6 separate regions of the Mus musculus genome follow, and all the other regions are linked to region 2. Evidence: chromatin contacts called from public HiChIP or PLAC-seq and promoter capture Hi-C data. All regions are on one chromosome and are shown on one strand. Each heading gives the region's core, a stretch centred on a gene start, on an enhancer-like site or on the middle of the called end of the contact. The rest is flanking DNA. Distances are from core to core; before and after follow the strand shown. Region 1 overlaps Dcaf5 (DDB1 and CUL4 associated factor 5). Region 2 holds the start of Rad51b (RAD51 paralog B). Region 3 overlaps Dcaf5 (DDB1 and CUL4 associated factor 5). Region 4 holds the start of Galnt16 (polypeptide N-acetylgalactosaminyltransferase 16). Region 5 holds the start of Gphn (gephyrin). Region 6 has its middle 60 kb from the start of Mir1843a.

What was found. Promoter capture Hi-C pulls out the DNA fragments that hold promoters and counts their contacts. HiChIP or PLAC-seq counts read pairs in DNA pulled down with a chosen protein or histone mark.
Region 1: an H3K27ac HiChIP or PLAC-seq map of the NIH/3T3 cell line shows a contact between it and region 2, with 5 times the contacts expected there. The contact joins the enhancer-like site here to the promoter of Rad51b in region 2. A contact is called at or near these places in 13 of 39 promoter capture datasets (the 3T3-L1 cell line, the C10 cell line, the SN4741 cell line and 9 more), 1 of 15 datasets of contacts at CTCF or cohesin (pro-B cells), 17 of 115 datasets of contacts at active chromatin or transcription factors (the NIH/3T3 cell line, the SCID.adh cell line, T-cell acute lymphoblastic leukemia and 11 more) and 5 of 9 other capture datasets (adipose tissue, embryonic stem cells, liver and 2 more).
Region 3: a contact with region 2 is called in a promoter capture Hi-C map of liver, with 4 times the contacts expected there. The contact joins the enhancer-like site here to the promoter of Rad51b in region 2. A contact is called at or near these places in 17 of 39 promoter capture datasets (the 3T3-L1 cell line, 3T3-L1-derived adipocytes, the C10 cell line and 13 more), 1 of 15 datasets of contacts at CTCF or cohesin (large pre-B cells), 11 of 115 datasets of contacts at active chromatin or transcription factors (the 230-238 cell line, embryonic forebrain, embryonic stem cells and 7 more) and 3 of 9 other capture datasets (adipose tissue, liver and macrophages).
Region 4: an H3K4me3 HiChIP or PLAC-seq map of pro-B cells shows a contact between it and region 2, with 5 times the contacts expected there. The contact joins the promoter of Galnt16 here to the promoter of Rad51b in region 2. A contact is called at or near these places in 10 of 39 promoter capture datasets (the 3T3-L1 cell line, the C10 cell line, cranial neural crest and 6 more), 5 of 115 datasets of contacts at active chromatin or transcription factors (astrocytes, embryonic forebrain, large pre-B cells and 2 more) and 1 of 9 other capture datasets (liver).
Region 5: a promoter capture Hi-C map of pre-B cells shows a contact between it and region 2, with 2.2 times the contacts expected there. The contact joins the promoter of Gphn here to the promoter of Rad51b in region 2. A contact is called at or near these places in 3 of 39 promoter capture datasets (hippocampal neurons, liver and pre-B cells) and 2 of 115 datasets of contacts at active chromatin or transcription factors (astrocytes and pro-B cells).
Region 6: an H3K4me3 HiChIP or PLAC-seq map of bone marrow-derived macrophages shows a contact between it and region 2, with 3 times the contacts expected there. The contact joins the enhancer-like site here to the promoter of Rad51b in region 2. A contact is called at or near these places in 10 of 39 promoter capture datasets (the 3T3-L1 cell line, the C10 cell line, the HPC-7 cell line and 6 more), 9 of 115 datasets of contacts at active chromatin or transcription factors (T-cell acute lymphoblastic leukemia, astrocytes, bone marrow-derived macrophages and 6 more) and 3 of 9 other capture datasets (adipose tissue, liver and macrophages).

Annotation. Positions count from the first base shown.
Region 1 is chr12:80,378,578-80,381,277 of GRCm38.p6, forward strand. The region is part of intron 5 of Dcaf5 (DDB1 and CUL4 associated factor 5); the gene reads right to left. Among named protein-coding and RNA genes, the nearest start is that of Mir1843a, 12 kb to the right of the region's middle. Within about 2 kb of position 1,349, at least 137 of the 459 cell types and tissues checked have an H3K27ac peak or open chromatin away from gene starts, as enhancers often do. A contact at or near this core is called in the NIH/3T3 cell line, the SN4741 cell line, astrocytes and 3 more, where this site is marked.
Region 2 is chr12:79,295,862-79,298,561 of GRCm38.p6, forward strand. It overlaps Rad51b (RAD51 paralog B), which reads left to right and starts at 1,421. Exons shown (of 11, transcript NM_009014.3): 1 at 1,421-1,471. Zfyve26 (zinc finger, FYVE domain containing 26) reads right to left here and starts at 421. Exons shown (of 42, transcript NM_001008550.1): 1 at 365-421.
Region 3 is chr12:80,398,022-80,400,721 of GRCm38.p6, forward strand. Dcaf5 (DDB1 and CUL4 associated factor 5) reads right to left here. Exons shown (of 9, transcript NM_177267.5): 3 at 1,928-1,964; 4 at 748-887. Among named protein-coding and RNA genes, the nearest start is that of Mir1843a, 7.7 kb to the left of the region's middle. Within about 2 kb of position 1,315, at least 4 of the 459 cell types and tissues checked have an H3K27ac peak or open chromatin away from gene starts, as enhancers often do. A contact at or near this core is called in liver, where this site is marked.
Region 4 is chr12:80,517,580-80,520,279 of GRCm38.p6, forward strand. Galnt16 (polypeptide N-acetylgalactosaminyltransferase 16) reads left to right here and starts at 1,411. Exons shown (of 15, transcript NM_001081421.2): 1 at 1,411-1,766. The coding sequence starts at 1,590. It overlaps Gm26777 (a long non-coding RNA gene), which reads right to left and starts at 634. Exons shown (of 5, transcript XR_381753.4): 1 at 1-634. It overlaps 2310002D06Rik (RIKEN cDNA 2310002D06 gene), which reads left to right. Exons shown (of 3, transcript NR_045490.1): 3 at 1-375.
Region 5 is chr12:78,225,399-78,228,098 of GRCm38.p6, forward strand. It overlaps Gphn (gephyrin), which reads left to right and starts at 1,257. Exons shown (of 23, transcript NM_145965.2): 1 at 1,257-1,443. The coding sequence starts at 1,380.
Region 6 is chr12:80,330,365-80,333,113 of GRCm38.p6, forward strand. No RefSeq gene overlaps it. Among named protein-coding and RNA genes, the nearest start is that of Mir1843a, 60 kb to the right of the region's middle. Within about 2 kb of position 1,392, at least 71 of the 459 cell types and tissues checked have an H3K27ac peak or open chromatin away from gene starts, as enhancers often do. A contact at or near this core is called in the HPC-7 cell line, T-cell acute lymphoblastic leukemia and bone marrow-derived macrophages, where this site is marked.

The sequences.
Region 1 (2,700 bases), core at 99-2,598, 1.1 Mb after region 2:
TCCTTATAAGAGTGGCTTTGGTCATGGTGTCTGTTCATGGCAGTAAAAGCCTAACTAAGACATACAGTATATTCTGGTTCACTTATTATGCTATAGTGTAGTGTGTGTTTTATGTGTATATGTGAATGTCTATGTATATGTCTGTGCACCATGCATAAGTCTGGTGGCCAGAAGAGGGCACTGGATCTCTTGGAACTGGGGTTAATGACAGCCACCAGAGAGATGCTGGGAATCTCAAGCCCAAGTTTGCAACAGCTCTTAACCTCTGAGCCATCTCTCCAGCCCTTCCAAGTGCTCATAACTGAGCCGTCTCCCCAGTCCCTCAACAGAATTCTTGATTACCTGGGCCTTATCTCACAGAGGGGTGGTTACCCATGCCACAACCATGTTCTCTTTTATATCTCTGATTCACTGAAGTCAGGCTATGTGAGTATCATTTGTATAGCTTTACTAAGCGGTTATATGTTCTTATTGCATTATTTTTTCTGTAGTTTCATAATGTTTATAACATTTTTAAAGTCATGAAGTGTGATGTTTGCATATGCTCTACCCAGGGAATGGCAGTATTAGAATGTGTAGCCCTGTTGGAGTAGGTGTGGCTTTGTTGGGAGTCATGTGTCACTGTGGGTTTAAGATCCTCATCCTAGCTGCCTGGAAGCCAGTCTCCCACTAGCAGTCTTCAGATGAAGATGTAGAACTCTCAGCTCCTCCTGCACCATGCCTGCCTGGATGCTGCCATGCACCCGCATTGATGATAGTGGACTGAACCTCTGAACCTGTAAGCCAGCCCCAATTAAATACTGTCCTTATAAGAGTGGCCTTGGTCATGGTGTCTGTTCATGGCAGTAAAAGCCTAACTAAGACATACAGTATGCTTCTAAATGACTTCTTTTGCTGATGAGGTCCTGACTTGCCTGAAGATGACCTACAGGAAGAATGGCCCTGAAAACGTTCATGCAGGAGCAGCTGCCAACCTGGCATGGTCATAAACACAACCTGCCAACACCAGCCGCAGCCATGCCTACTTTACCCTCCCAAAGCAATCTTCTCACCAAGGGAGGAATGCTGTGGTACTGCGGCTGTGTGCAGAAACAAGGTTTGGATAAAACATCGTGCCATCCTCCTGGGTGGAATGGATGGAAGACAGCAAAGACAAAAACCATCCCCAGAACTCCAAGTACCAAGGAGGAGTCTAGAATCCCAAGTCCCCAAATGATAAACCCAGCAAAGAAATAAATGATCTTATAATGTCTTGAATACAAGCCACACTCACTCACTCATACACAGAGAATGAAAGGACTGGGCAGCTGGAGCCCAGGCATTTCCTTTATAGGGAGCCCTGGCCACCACAGGCATGCGGTGCTATCTAAACACTGAGTTCAAAAACAATGAAAGGCTTTCAATCTACAGTCAGCATGGAGCTTGCAACTCAGCCAGAATCTGTGGAACTGAGGGTGGGTGAGGGGTGGAACAAGACTCAACAGAAACAAACTTGGCCAGCACAGCCAGCCCAGCAGAGCCCAGCAGAGCCCAGCAGAGCCCAGCACAGCCCAGCACAGCCCAGAACAGCACAGCCCAGCCCAGAACAGCCCAGAACAGCACAGCCCAGCACAAGAGCACAGCCAAGCACAGCACAGCACAGCACAGCACAGCACAGCACAGAACAAGAGCACAGCCAGCACAGCGCAGCGCAGCACAGCACAGCCCAGCACAGCACACACAGCACAGCACAGCACAAGAGCACAGCCAGCGCAGCGCAGCACAGCACAGCACAGCCCAGCACAGCACAAGAGCACAGCACACACAGCACAGCACAGCACAAGAGCACAGCACAGCACAACGCAGCGCAGCGCAGCACAGCGCAGCGCAGCACAGCACAGCACAAGAGCACAGCGCAGCACAGCACAGCACAGCACAAGAGCACAGAGCAGCACAGCGCAGCGCAGCGCAGCGCAGCCCAGCCCAGCCCAGCCCAGCCCAGCACAGCACAAGAGCACAGCGCAGCACAGCACAAGAGCACAGCGCAGCACAGCACAAGAGCACAGCGCAGCACAGCACAAGAGCACAGCACAGCACAGCACAAGAGCACAGCGCAGCACAGTACAGCACAGCACAGCACAGCACAGCACAGCACAGCACAGCACAGCACAGCAGCAGGGTTGACATCAGCTCAAGTCCCTGACAGGAAGCAGGGGCCTCTGCTAAACTCCCTTCTCATCAGTTAATAGTTATCCTCTCTGTCCATTCCAGTCAGGCCTGAAGAGGAGCCTGCCCATCACTGGCCCACGGGTCTATTCTATCCCCACCCAAGATCCTTGACCTGGCATTTATAATTTGGTTAGAGTGCAGGAGTGTGGCTCCAGTAACTTTTCTTCTTCCTGCATTTCTGGGTAAGAAGATTAATCTTTCAACCAAGGAGAGTGCACAAGAACCTGATGTAGTTAGGAGTACATCGTAGAGAACAAAATGTGATTCCTTCCAGAAGAATGGATGGATACATCTCAGCAGGAGTTTATGCAGCTGGCCATTTATAGTGAGAATAAGGAATGATCTATTTTGCCAAGAGAAAAGGCTTTCTTCCCACCGCCTCCCCAAGCCCCCTGAGACAAGGTTTCTCTGTGTAGCCTTGGCTGTTTGGCTGTCCAGGAACTCACTCTGTAGACCAGGCTGGCCTCAAACTCAGAAATCCACCTGCCTCTG
Region 2 (2,700 bases), core at 171-2,670:
TAATTTGACCTGTTACTATCTCTTTTTGAGAGCCGTCTCTTTCTCTAAGGGGTGTACCTCATCTTCTACCGCAGACCTCACATATAACAATCTTAATATTTTTGCTAGCCTGGGGTGCAGACACATACATTTACTTCCGCATTCCCTCCTGAACATTTTGTCAGGCTACAAATCTCTAGGTTGGTGGATGCCTTGGTAAGGATGAAAACTCCCTTGGTTAGAGCCTTCTGTTAAGACAGAGGCTAAAGATTAGGGGATCAATCTGGGACTGAACTGTGGAGCCGGGAGGCTGGGGGACAGGGATGCTCCCCCTAGCGGGGTCGTGGACAGCACCCTCGCAATCTTCCCTGCGCCTTACACTCACCTGCTCCGGGAGTCGAATGCATTTTCCCGTCCAGAGCAGCCATGTTTGATCCCGGTCAGGTGACAAGTCCCATTGCGAAGAGTGGTGGAACGGGCGGCGATGACGAAAGAGAGCGCCACTCTTATTGGCTCAGGAGAAGCAAGATGCAAATCAAGTGCCGTGTTTGTTTGAATCACGTGATGCCACCTGATTGCTACGGGGACTCTAAGGAAGAGTTAGATCCGCTAGCTACAGGACTGAGGACTCTCCCTAATTATGATTGCTCCTTCTCGCAACATCCACAGTTATTCATTTCGGGGGAGCTGGGGCCAGGAATATCTGTGTTCCACGCTCCGTACCCGCCACTGTTTTGTTTTGTTTTTGATGTCAACATTTTCTCCGTGCCAACCAGTGATAGATGATAGGTTAGCCACAGGAATTCTGGATCTTCCTGTATCATTATTCTATCTAATTCTATCGTGTGTATATCATATATAATTATATATCCATCGAAAGACTGAGGTCGGTACAAAGGAGTTGCAAACGAAAACAAAGAGTGAGCAAAGGCTTTTCACAAATCATGTAATCAAGTCAGTTCTTAAGTTTATTAGTTTTTCTTAACGCAGCTGTTTTAAATACGAAACCTACTTGACTTCTTTTATTTTTTCAACTAAACTGAGTGGTTCTTTTTCAATGTATTTTAGTTTGAGACGCTTTAGTTAGTATTTCCCGGACATTTTCACCATCTAAATGTGTTGAACAGTGCAAAGGAAACACAAAACTCTCATCCCAAAACGGGAATAGGGCATATTGCCCACCCTTTTTCCAACCCCTCAGCCCCCCAAAAGAACCTTCTCTGGCCCAGGAAATAACTTTAAAATGCGATTCACTGAGGAAAAGAATTTCCAGTCAGGGTTTTCCCTCCTCTACATTCGTCTTGAAAGGTTCCGCTCCTCGATTTAAGCAATCACTACAAAGGAAAAATTTAATTAGATTAACCTTCGAGACTGAACTACAATTCCCAAAATACAGCTGGGCTAACCCGAGATTTTCCTGCTTCTGATTGGATAAGTCGCCAGAGTACCAACCAACCAGAGCCCCAGATGTTGCTGCTCGCACTTTTCGCGGGTAATTGTGTGAGGGTGGGGGAAACTTTGAAAGTTCCACGCTGCTGACCTGGTACTGGAGTTTTCTGAGGGGGCAGTTGTGGGGAGGAAGGTGTGTTCATTATCTTGTGCTCCCTCTTGGAGCCTGTGGCTGTTGATACCGGGGTCGCGGAGAGTCCTGCGTGTTGAGCACGTACTCTGTAACGGGGCTCGTCCCTGGAACCCGGACGGGGTCCTGGAGCTTCCGACTTCCTCTAGGGAGGCGAGTGATGCTTGTAAGGTGCTCTGTTTTATTAGGAAGTTTTGCGTCAGGTTTTCTAACTCTTGATACTTCTTCCTCCGCTCTTGGGCAAATTAGGCATCCGGGCAAGTTTAGGGACTGTCAAACTTGTGGTGTTAAGAGCGCGGAATCTGGAGTCAGATCTCTGGATTCGAATGTTGGCTCGATCCCTTGGCTAGTTCGTGTGTTTATTAAAAACATCCGAAGCATTTAAAACTAGTGTCTGGCGCATAATAATGGCCCAATAAATAAATTAACCCCTCAGCCTCCTCAAAATAGCTGGGTTTTGTTGCTTCACTATTTTTATTGAGCGCCTAACAGAAATTCAGTCTGAGATGCTGTCTCCTCTGTCTCGTACGCGCTTACGCACACATCAGGAAGAAAGAAAAGCATACACTATAATAACGCACAGATCAGATTAAGGAAGAAATAAGTGCAAAGTGTGGAGATAGCACTCGAGAGGAAGTGACTGGTTGGCGAAGGGTTTGTGTGGAGAAATATGTGTTTGAGTAACCTAACCTAACGTTGTGGATAGTCACGTTAGAAGAATCACATGTCTATAATGAGTGCCTACCTTGAGCGTTATGCACCAGCTCTGGAGTAGAAATTAGAATCACCGTTGTTTTACACATGAGGACAACTTTGCTCGAAAGACAAGAGCTAAGTAAGAGATGCCCTTTTCAAGTTGAAAAAAAATATGATTGATCATAAAAGTTTGGAAGTTGTCATATGATGGTCCCATGAAGCATTTTAAGCAATGAAACTAACTTTTAAGGGAACTACTTTTAGTAGGATTGTGACATGCAACCTAATTTTTTTCAGACCAATTCGAGACTTCTCCCTGTCTATCTCAGTAGCACGTGCACATAGCAACTACAATACCTGTCACATAAATGTAGTTACTTGAATATATGTCTCTTCATTCTTCAATTGTAAGTATGCAAAAGGGAGGACATAAGCTTAGCATAGCA
Region 3 (2,700 bases), core at 65-2,564, 1.1 Mb after region 2:
CTACAGAAGTAAAATGAATTCCCTAAAAACTTTCACAACCAACTCCTAATACAGTTATCACATTCTTTTAAGATTTATTTATGTATTTTATGTATGTGAGTACACTGTAGCTGTCTTCAGACACACCAGAAGAGGGCATCAGATCCCATTACAGATGGTTGTGAGCCACCATGTGGTTGCTGGGAATTGAACTCAGGGCCTCTGGAAGAGCAGTCAGTGTTCTTAACCACTGAGCCAGCTCTCTAGCCTCCCAAGTTACTATAACTTTAATGCTTATAAAATTGCAAGTTTTATACACATATAGATTTAATGAAGACAAAGTGAAACAGTGAAAAATGAAGACAAAGCAACACAGTACAGCTTCCCTCTAGTTCATGATGCTCCCTGAAGGGTTAGGGCAGAACTGTGTCTTCCAGTATCAAAAAACAAAAACAAAAAACAAAACAAAACAAACAAACAAACAAAAAACCCTGCCTGGTGCCCCTTTTCTGTAATTGAAGGAGAAAGACTGTGAGTTCAAAGCCAGTCTGAGTTGCACAGCTAGACTCAGATTTTGTTTTTGTACAGTGACAGGTAGGCTGACTGGTAAACGTATTCCTCTGCGACCACTCAGGGCAGGATGGGTCTCCAGTGTTATGTGTGTGTGCTGCATGTGAGAATCCTACATTTCTATCCTCTGGATGCTACTCATACACTGACTGTACTCAGACTGTTCAGCACAATCCAAAACTGTCCAAAATGACCGACCTCCATGGGGAGACTCCCGGATATCCCAAATGAGAACCCGGCCATCATCTGAAGAGCTGGCAAAAATGTTGTCATTCACGGGGCTCACTGACAAGCCATATACTGCATCTTCATGAGCAAACACATCCAGGGTCTCACTGCTGAGAAACAGAAAAGCACATAGACATATTTATATACACAAACATTGTTCAGAGGCCCAGCCCTATTGTACCTAACTAGAGTTCAGTTTCTTTTATTAACAAGAGAAATTTAACCCAGGTAAACCAACAAGATGCTAAATTAATATAATGGGCAATGTTCAAGTGAAAAACATTAAGTATCTAAAATGTCTGCATAAATATATATGTATATTTAAAAGTATTACTTGTATAAATTTCCTAATTTTCACACTAAACGTATTTAAAAATGACCCAGTAGCTGAGTTTTTTGTTTTCATTTATCAGTTGTATGGAGATTTGAGGGTGGTACTAGATTTCCAAAAACAAAGGGGAGGTTTTAAAGCAGCAGAGGTAGAGGGCCTCCCAGGAGACTAGCATGTGGATTAACAGCACAGCTCTGAGCTAACAAGACCCGGTGCAAAGTCCTAGCATTACCTGACCTTAAGTTACCTAAGAGCTCTGGGCCTTTGTTCCCTCTTGTCATGGTTATCAACAATATCCCTCACTAAATGGTCATAATGGTTAAGTGGGGAACACAAAAATCCCTTAGAACAATGTCTGGCACATGACAGTAAAAACTCAATAAATATTTGTTATTATTAACTATTAATTTTTATTATGTAATTATGTATAACATATAAATATAAAGAGGAAAAACTGTTTTCTCCCTCTTTTTTTTTTGGGTTTTTCTGAGACAGGATTTCTCTGTGTAGCCCTGGCTGTCCTGGAACTCACTCTGTAGACCAGGCTGGCCTCGAACTCAGAAATCTGCCTGCTTCTGCCTACCAAGTACTGGGATTAAAGGCGTCTCTTATTATTTCTAATTGTATGTCAACTTTGCAAATCTTCCCTTTCTTTAAATAAAACTGAAACTATTATAGTAATTGGTTTGTTTGCTTCAGAAAACTAATATTGGTTCCATATTAGTTCCCTCAGAACCTAAAATCTATGTCTAAAAAGATATTTGCCACTGTTCATGTAAAAAATGGTCAGTCATCGTCACACACCAACAATCTATTTACCTTTCAACATCATGGAGGATAACTTGCTCATCATTTCCTACAAAGGAAAAAAATAGACATTTTATAATTCCTACAAGTGATCCCTTCCACCCGACAATATAGGATTTTAAAGTTTCTAAAAAAAAAAAAAAAAAATCATAAATTGGCTCAGTTTGTGGAAGTCTTGAAAAGTCTGAATTCCTGAGCTTGATTCCCAGAACCTATGGTAGGAGGAGAAAACTAGTTACTGCATTATTGAAAGTTGTCCTATACATCTGTGTGTGCGCGTGTGCACATGTACACATGTATACACACACACACACAGACACACACGTGCACATGTACACACACACACTCAAATACAACATAATAGAAAATCGGAGTGTTAAGTTAGGAGAGACTATGAAGGCAATCTAAGAAGTCAGGCACAGTGGTGCTTGCTTGTATGTAATTCCTACCCTTAGGGGAGGTAGAGGCAGAAGGATCAGGAGGCTCAGGGCCAGCCTAGGATACATGAGAACCTGTCTCAAAAAGCCACATATTCTCTCTTTTAAAAAATATTTAACAGAGCTGTCTTTATAGAGTTTTGTTTTGTTTTTTAAGCAATAAAGTATAACCTGGCAACAGTTCAGAATGCATTATTCAAGGGATCAGACCAAAATAAACTGCTGTCACTCAGGAAAAGTAAATGGCCAAACAGTTCACTCAGCCAGGCTAACCCACGCCATGTCTAGCAAAGCAACCAGCAATTATAAGACCTGGAATAAAATCTCTTAACATTTCTAGGCTCCGGC
Region 4 (2,700 bases), core at 161-2,660, 1.2 Mb after region 2:
CAAGCCTGACCTGTCTTGGATTTTCCGAAGAGTCAACCTACCTGACATCATCCAAAAAGCACCACCCTGTCCACTCTGCTCCTGGCATTTAAGATCCTCCAGTATCTAGACTTGCCCAGTCTGGCCAGTCTCAACTCACACCAGGTCTTTGCCAGTATCCAGCATGCTCTCATGAGATATTATCCTGAGGGCCTTGGCTGTCCCTGCCCTTTCCTTATTCTTCTCTTCCTTTTTGGGATTACCCTCCTATTCTCCAGATTTATCCACTTTCTCTGGGAAGCCTTCCTAAAGACCACTTTGCAAGACTATACTTTCAGGAATCATTTCTGTAGTTCGTTACTGAAGACCAGTTTGCAATAAATTATTTCTTCCTCCGCAGCATCTACTTTGGTATCTCAGAGCTCCGAGTGTGTGTCTTCCTTTGCCTGACAGGCCCTAGCCCGCCTTGTCTTCTGCCTGGAGCCTGAATTATTCACACCTGCTTCTCACCTCTCATCGACTTCAGGGCCTCCGCAGAATCAGAATCTCAATGATGTCTATCCTGTCTCTCACCACCTTATTTTGCACTTTGTCAGAAAAGTGTCAGAGGGCTCTTAGACAGGGTTCTGTCCACTAATCGAACCCTGTGGCCTGGCCTCTATGGCCTCCCTTCACTCTCACGGAACGGTGATGACGCCTCAGGACAGTTCAGGGAGCCGCGATGCCGGTGTGGATAGGAACTAAGAGAAAGCTAGGAGCCCCAGGGTAATGAAAGATGTCCAGCGATCGCATCCCTGTGCTTGCATTGGTTGTACCGCAGCGCAGCTTCACCTCGCTCTCCAGAGTGTCAAGTGCATCAGCTTCCAACTCCCCACCCCCTCGGGCCACCGAGGCGGATGGAATCCTGGGTCTCCGAGAAGGATTCCGGTGCAAAGTCAAGACTGCCTACTCGCTAGCCTTGCCCCCTCCGAAGGACTCTCTGAACACAGGTTGAACCCTGCGCCAGAGCTCAGTTCTCAGCGCTGCCGGGAACTGCAGCTAGGCGACTCGGGCCAAGGCCAGGGGTCGCGCGTCTTCGCTGGTGACTCAGGTCCGCTCGGCGGTGGGTTAGGTGTGGGTGGAGAGACAGACCAGGGCCACGCGGGGGCAGGGGACGGGCGAGAGATAGCCGAGCGTTGAGAGAGCAGAGACCAGCTCTGGTTCATCGCCATTCCACCCCGCGTCTGTCTCGCTGAGACCCGGGATGCGGGAGGAAGGCCCGCGCCACTTCCCAGCGGGCGCGCTCTTTAGCGGGTGCGCAGCGGCCCCGGCTGCCCGCGGCGTCTGGAGCACAGAGCCAGCTAGGCGCGCGAATGAATGAGCGCCCGGGGCCGCGCGCGCTCGGGGCTGAAGGGCATTAGGACCGTGAGGATCGCTCTGCGCTCCTGTCTCTTCCTATCACACCCCCCCCCCCTCCCCAACCACCACCACCACCTCTCTCTTTTTTCTGCTCTGCAGGACTGAGCAGCCCGGCGCAAGCGACAACAAACGGCTGGGGCAGCAAGCTCCCCTGCTCGGGCTCCGAGAGCACGCCGGCCTCGGGCCCCACGCGGAGCGCCCGTCCGCCCACCATGAGGAAGATCCGCGCCAATGCCATCGCCATCCTGACCGTAGCCTGGATCCTGGGCACTTTCTACTACTTATGGCAGGACAACCGAGCCCATGCAGCATCCTCCAGCGGCCGCGGCGCGCAGAGGGCCGGCGGGAGACCAGAGCAGCTCCGCGAGGACCGCACCATTCCGCTCATTGTGAGTACGCTCTGCGCACCGGGTGAGCGGCGGGCCGGGGATCCTCGGCGCGCGTCCTGCCCCCCGCTGTTAGCCGAGGTTCGCGGGGCCCGACCGGGGGCTGCGTGCCCCGAGCACCGTTCGGGCTTTGTATATATTGGAGAATTCCTGCTCGTTGTTATGGCAACCTGTGCGGGGCCCGGAGGGGCCAGGGTGCTTGGATGCAGGGAGGGTGACAGCATGTGGGGGCAGGGAGAAAGTGCTGCAAGTTTGGTGGGCCCGGCGTGCGCGCGCGACTGAGAACGTGGCGGCTTTCGCGGCCCCGCGCAACCGGGGCTGGGGACTAGGGGGCTGCGGGCGTCTCGCCATCCCCAGAAGGCGGCTGGCCCTGGAGTGCAGCGAGCGGGTGGTGGGAGCAGAGCTCAGCAAGAGCGCGTAGGTGGTGGTGCGCACCGGGTCTCCAGCCTCTGGGGTAAAAGACGCCGGGCGGCGGCGTGGGTAAGGGAAGGGTCGCTGAGCGCTGCCCTTGGCTTAGCGCCTTCACATCCAAGATCAACTTGGACCAATTTTTTCAGCTTCCACCCCTACCTTCCCCGGAGGTGTTTTCTGGCTCCCCAGGGGCGGGGAGAAGGCTTGACTCATAAGCGCTCTTTGCCTCCAACCCTAGGGTCTGCAGTTGAAGGGGACTGTGTGTTCGTTGGGCTGGGCAGTTCCCTCTCATGAGATCACCCTCCAGACATCTGAGCGAGTAGGAGAAACAAAAGCGGTGTTAGTACTCCGAGAGCTCCCGCGGAGCTGGGGCGAGGGGTTGGGGGGCGGATTAAGCTGCACAGTAGAACCTGGTGGGGGCAAGCTGAGCCTGTAGGGGGCGTCCTGTCTACACTTTCGTCTGGTCAGCTGGTGATGGCTTCGTGTGGCCAGGCCCAGCACCTGTTGAGGAAGGAGACTAGGGGAC
Region 5 (2,700 bases), core at 7-2,506, 1.1 Mb before region 2:
TCTTTAGTGAATAGAATGAGTAATGCTATGTTCTTACTGGAACAATACAAACCGCACATAACCATATAATTGAGATTTTAGACTAAGAGCAGATTATTAAACAGTTTTGATACTTTTTTTGTTGTTGTTTTGCTTTTAGGTTTTACTATGGTGAACAAATGAGAAAACATACACACACTTAAGCCAGAAAAGGATATTTAGCAAACCTACACAAAATAGAGGTGGCTAATAACACTTTATGAAAGACACAGAACTAAATGACCACATTTTCAGAGTAATTCCATATTCCAGAAACACTGAAACTTAAATGTCACAGCATCTAGGGGACGACAGAGAGAGAGAGAGAGAGAGAGAGAGAGAGAGAGAGAGAGAGAGAGAGAGGAATCTCCACTCCACGTGCCCTGCTGCAGACACATAAGCTCCGTCTACGACGTCTGTGGTAGGCTGTCACCGAGCGGGGCCAAAGCGAAGTCAGAGGGAGCATTGACTGCAGGTCACAGCTGGGGCGGCACAGGGTAACCTATCTCTGCCCGAGAGGGGACTCTCGTCACAGCGGCCACCGTTCTGCCACCCATGCCGCTTCCTTAAGCCACCTCTAGGTTCTCCGGTGCCTTCAGAGGAGGTGAGCCCACCTCGCTGCCGCACCTGGTCCGGAGTGGCTCCATCGCGGGCAGAGCCGGCCGGCCTGAGGCGGCGGAAAACTGACGAGGCTGCCGGCTCGGCGGGGGATTGCTTCTGTCTGGGGCCCGCCGAGGCTGCGTTCGTGCCTCGCGCGCACCCGCACCGCGTCCGCCCAGCCAATCCCGCGCTACTCGCGCGCCCAGGAACGTTCCTTGGGTCCCACTCTAGGCTGGGCCGGCTCCTTCCCGCTCCCGGCACTCCGCAGCCAAGCTCGCACTCCTCCCCTCACTCTCCACGAGTTGCACGCCTCGGGGTGTAGCTCCGCCCCTGTCCCCGAGTCCGCCCCCGCAACCTCCAGAGCGTGTGCTCCCTTTTCCCCCTCTCAGTCTCTTGCCATCCAGGCGTCTTGGGTCTCACTCCGCAGAGCCTCTGGGTCTCGCCGGCCTTGCCCCGCCGCCTCCGCGCTCTGTCTTCCGCGAGGCCGCCGCTACTCCCACCCCGGGATCGCTTCCTCCCGGCCGGACTCGGGGTCGCGCGGCCCGACTCCGCCCCCTCCGCGGACCCGCGCGCTCCTGGCGCGGCCTCTCCCCCCCACCCCACGCAGGCCACCGGGCGCTCGGCCCCCTCCTTCCCGCTCGCCTCGCGCTCCCCGGGCGCCCTCGCTCTCGCGCTCTCCAAGGCAAGCGCGCTCCCGGCCGGCGCGCTCCGGGCTCCGGCTTCTCCTGGCTCCTGTCAGTGCGGTGACTGCGCTGGGAAACATGGCGACCGAGGGAATGATCCTCACCAACCACGACCATCAAATCCGTGTCGGAGTCCTCACAGGTAACGGGGGGAGGAGGTCCGGGGGAGCCGCAACGGCTACTATCCGCGACTTGCTGGAGGTTTCTCGCCCGCGGTGGTGCTTCCCTGCGGCCTCGGGAAGAGGGCAGGCTGAGGAGGGGGACCGGGGGGTGTATTTTACAACCGCTGAGAGCTGCTGAGGATTCGGGTGTTCCCGTGTGCTCCCCGGGGGAGCTGGGGCAGGCACGGTGGGGTGTCAGGCCCCGGAGCCCTAGCAGCCAAAGTCTCTGGCCCCCGGGGACCGAGGGGCCGGTGCGGCGGGCGCTGCGGGGCTCCGCGCTGCCGGTGCGGGCGGCGGGATTCCTGCTCCGCAGTCTGAAGCACGCTGCTCGGGGTTGGCCGGGCGCCTCCTCCACTAAAGCTCTTCCGAGAGGGGGGAATCCCATCTCCACCCCCTTTTCTCCCCTCCCCCCCCACCCGGCGGCCCCATGGCACCTGCCTGACAGGACTCGGGGTTCGGCAGGCGAACTCTGCTCCGCCTCTGCTGCCCCTTCGCCGGCCGGCTGTCCCCTCTGCAGACGACGGGACACTCCTCACCTCCCCCGGGAGCCGGGTGCTAGGCTCTAGTCCGGACCCCGGAAAGTGCCTTCCTTCTGCCTTTCCTAGCACAGGGCCCTCCCTCTCTGTCTGCCTCTTCTCCTCCGCGAGGACCGGCTGCTTCCCGTGGCCGGGAGAGCCAGCCTTTTTTTTTTTTTTTTTTCCCTTGAGAAGGAAGGATTTCCCTCTGTCGGGTTCTTTTCTCCCCCTCCCTTTTGGGACACCCCCCCCCTCCCATTCTCACTCCCCGGTGGATGGTCCTGAGGCTGGTGAGGAGCGCACTTTTCCCGGGTCGCGTTTCCCTCCCTCGCGGAAGTCGTGTGTGCTCTGCATGTCTGATTCCGTTGCGTTGTATTTGGGTGATATCCCTGAGTTTGGAGATAGACAGTTGCTGCAGGGCACGACTTCCAAGATGAATTGCAAACCTATTTGTAGGGGTTTCGGCTGAGGTTCTGTAGTTGGCATGGTTCAAGTGTAATTGAACGGAGAAGCGGGGGTTAAAGAATTTATATTTGGAGTCTGAGGCTTACTGTGGAGTAAAGGAAATCCAAGACTTAGTGATGTGGTTTCAGAAAAAGAAGCTATGTAGAAGGGAATCCTAGTGTCTTCCCTATTTCATTTAAATTTTTTTTCTTGTAGAATTCTGACAGGTTGAGATGATGCCCGGGAAGGAACTAAATTGAATGAAACTTGCTTTCATTA
Region 6 (2,749 bases), core at 142-2,641, 1.0 Mb after region 2:
AGACCTGATTCCTTCCTGTCTGCCAAGGCCTGTCCCAACCCTGCAGGAGACTACATGATCTACGACTGCATTAATGGTTGTAAGGGCCAATTTCAACTAGAACAGATGAGCTAGTAATCCAAAACAAAAATATAGCTTGGTTGTCTTTTTTTTTTTTTTTTCCTCTCTCCTAAGACAGGGTTTTTCTGTGTAATCCTTGCTGTCCTGGAACTTACTCTGTAGACCAGGCTGGCCTCAAACTCAGAGATCTGCCTACCTCTGCCTCCTTCCTTCCTTCCCTCCTTTCTTTCTGAAGGTGCTGAGAGTACAGATGTGTACCTCCCTTGGCTTTGTAAACCTGACCTCCCAGCCATTTCAGTCTTTAGGGTAAGTCTGACTCTTGCATAGGAGATCCTAGAGTCACACTTGCCATGTCGTACCAGCATCAGCCCAGCCTACCCTTCCTTCATTCCAAGTGGAATCCAAGAACTTACTTTTCTCACCCGGAGGAGGAGAGGTTAAAAGTGCAGTGTTTAGCAGGTCCATACAGTCCCCTCAGGAGTAACTTATCTCCCAGTCTTAGGAAGTGTTTGCCTACTGGACTTGAAACCAGGGGGCAGGGGCGGCGGGTGGTGGGGGATCAGTAGACATAGCTGCTGACTGGACTATCTCCATAGGTCTCTCCGTGGGATCTTCAAGCTGGGGGAACCGTGATCCAGGCACTGACTGACCTTTGTGCCAGCCAACTCTTTCCTGACAGATGTGTGGAATAAGACAGAGCTGAGGCCAGCGTCCACCTTTTGTGCTGATCCATCTCTCTCAGTGGGTTTAATCCCCAGCGCCACAACCCCCCACCCCCCAAACCGTAAAGGACATGAGCTGCACACTGCTCATTCCGGCTCATTTGAGAAGACTCAGTGTTCCAGAGCAGAGTAAAGCTTGGGCTTGCACCTAGGAAGACTCCTTTCCTCACCAGGCCTTGCTCCTTAAGAAAGAAAGAGAGAGAGAGAGAGAGAGAGGGAGGGAGAGAGAGAGAGAGGGAGGGAGGGAGGGAGGGAGGAAGGAAGGAAGGAAGGAAGGAAGGAAGGAAGGAAGGAAGGAAGGAAGGAAGGAAGGAAGGAAGGAAGGAAGGGACAGGGTCATTCTATGTAGCCCTGGCTATCCAGAGAGTTGATGTGTAGGCCAGATCAGAATTCTGCCTGCCTCTTGCCTCCAAGTGGCTGGGATTAAAGGCATGTGTCACTGCATGCAGCCATCAGGTCCTTTCTTGAACTTGAAGGGTCTTTTAGTCTCAAGCCCAGGCATGGGCTTGTAAACGGAAGCAATCAGGTTCCTATTCTCTAGTTCCTTGTATTTCCCCATGTCCTGCCCCTCCCCCTCAGCATGTTGATGACTTTTCTCTTACAGCCAACCAGAGCTGAGAATGTGGTCAGAGGTGCAAGCTCTTGGGTGTAGGGGGAGGGTGTCCCAAACTCAAGTCACTCTTTTCTTTTGTCAAAGCCTCCACCTGACACAAGCTGCCTCCGTGTGACCATTTGCAATCCCTTACTATTGCTGTACATTGTGATCCAGCCCCAGTCACACTTGATAAGAGTGAGGCCATAAGGAAATCATGCAGGAAGCCAGGCCCCAGAGACCACATTCAGGAAGCAGTGAGATCAGTTGGGAGCACCAGCCTTAGTGATCAGCAACTGAAACTCCACCTTTGAAATGGGACAGAAGAGGCTGGTGAGGGCTCTCCCCCTCTCTTGTAGGGTCAGCTCTTAAGGTCCCGCCTGCTTGGTGCTTTGTCTGCTGTATGACACTGTGTTCTGACCTCTCTTCAGGCAGATGTGCTTTACTGGAAACCATTTCACCTTTAAGTGTAATTCCATTGCCTCTTTTCCACCAGTAATGCAAACCGCTCACCTCTCACATTTCTCTGCCCTAAGAACCGCGGCCATGCTCCCACATCACTAATTCAGCTCCTTTACCACTGCAGGCAGCAGATGTGAGCTTTCCTTCCTTGATCTATTGATCTATCAGACTTCCTTGCTGGTTTTTATGGTTTAGCCTTTTTGGATGAGATACTAAGATATTCTCTCTTCTCTTCTTTCTCTTCTCTCCTCTCCCCTCCCCTTCTCTCTCCTCCCTCCCTCCCTTTCTCTCTCTCTCTCTCCTTCTCTCTCTCTCTCTCTCTCTCACACACACACACACACACACACACACACACACCCCTCTCAATCAACCCTGCATAGAAAACTGGTTAACTCTTCTTTGGCACATGCAGCGGTTTTCCATGGCTCCCTCCTTCCCAGGTTCTTAGGGATGGCCCAGCACCAGGTCTAAGAACTTGACCTCAGAAGCCCAGAGAGCTTTGGTGTCTCACTTCTTAAGGTCTAGGTCTTTTTCTAGTATTATTATATTAAAATTTTAGTTTAATAACATTTGCCACCCCTTATCTCAACCTTTATAAGCTTGTTGTGAGCAAGGATCTATGAGATCTCTATCAGCCATGTCTGGCTTTTAAGCTTCCAGCTCTTAGGGGTGGCACTACAAAGGGTCAAAGGTCTAAGAGGTCTCCCCAAAGGCTCCAAAGCAAGCTTTGCAATGTCTATGGTAATGGGGAGATCTACTCTCTTCCAGTGCTTGTAGGCTGAGACTTGCTGTCAAACAGTATTCTTTCTCTGGAGGACCTTGACTATCCATATTTCTGATGGACTGACATCCAAAAAGCCTTCTTGTGGGGCGTGCACATGGATGTCAAGCCAGCAAGCACAACAACAAAGAG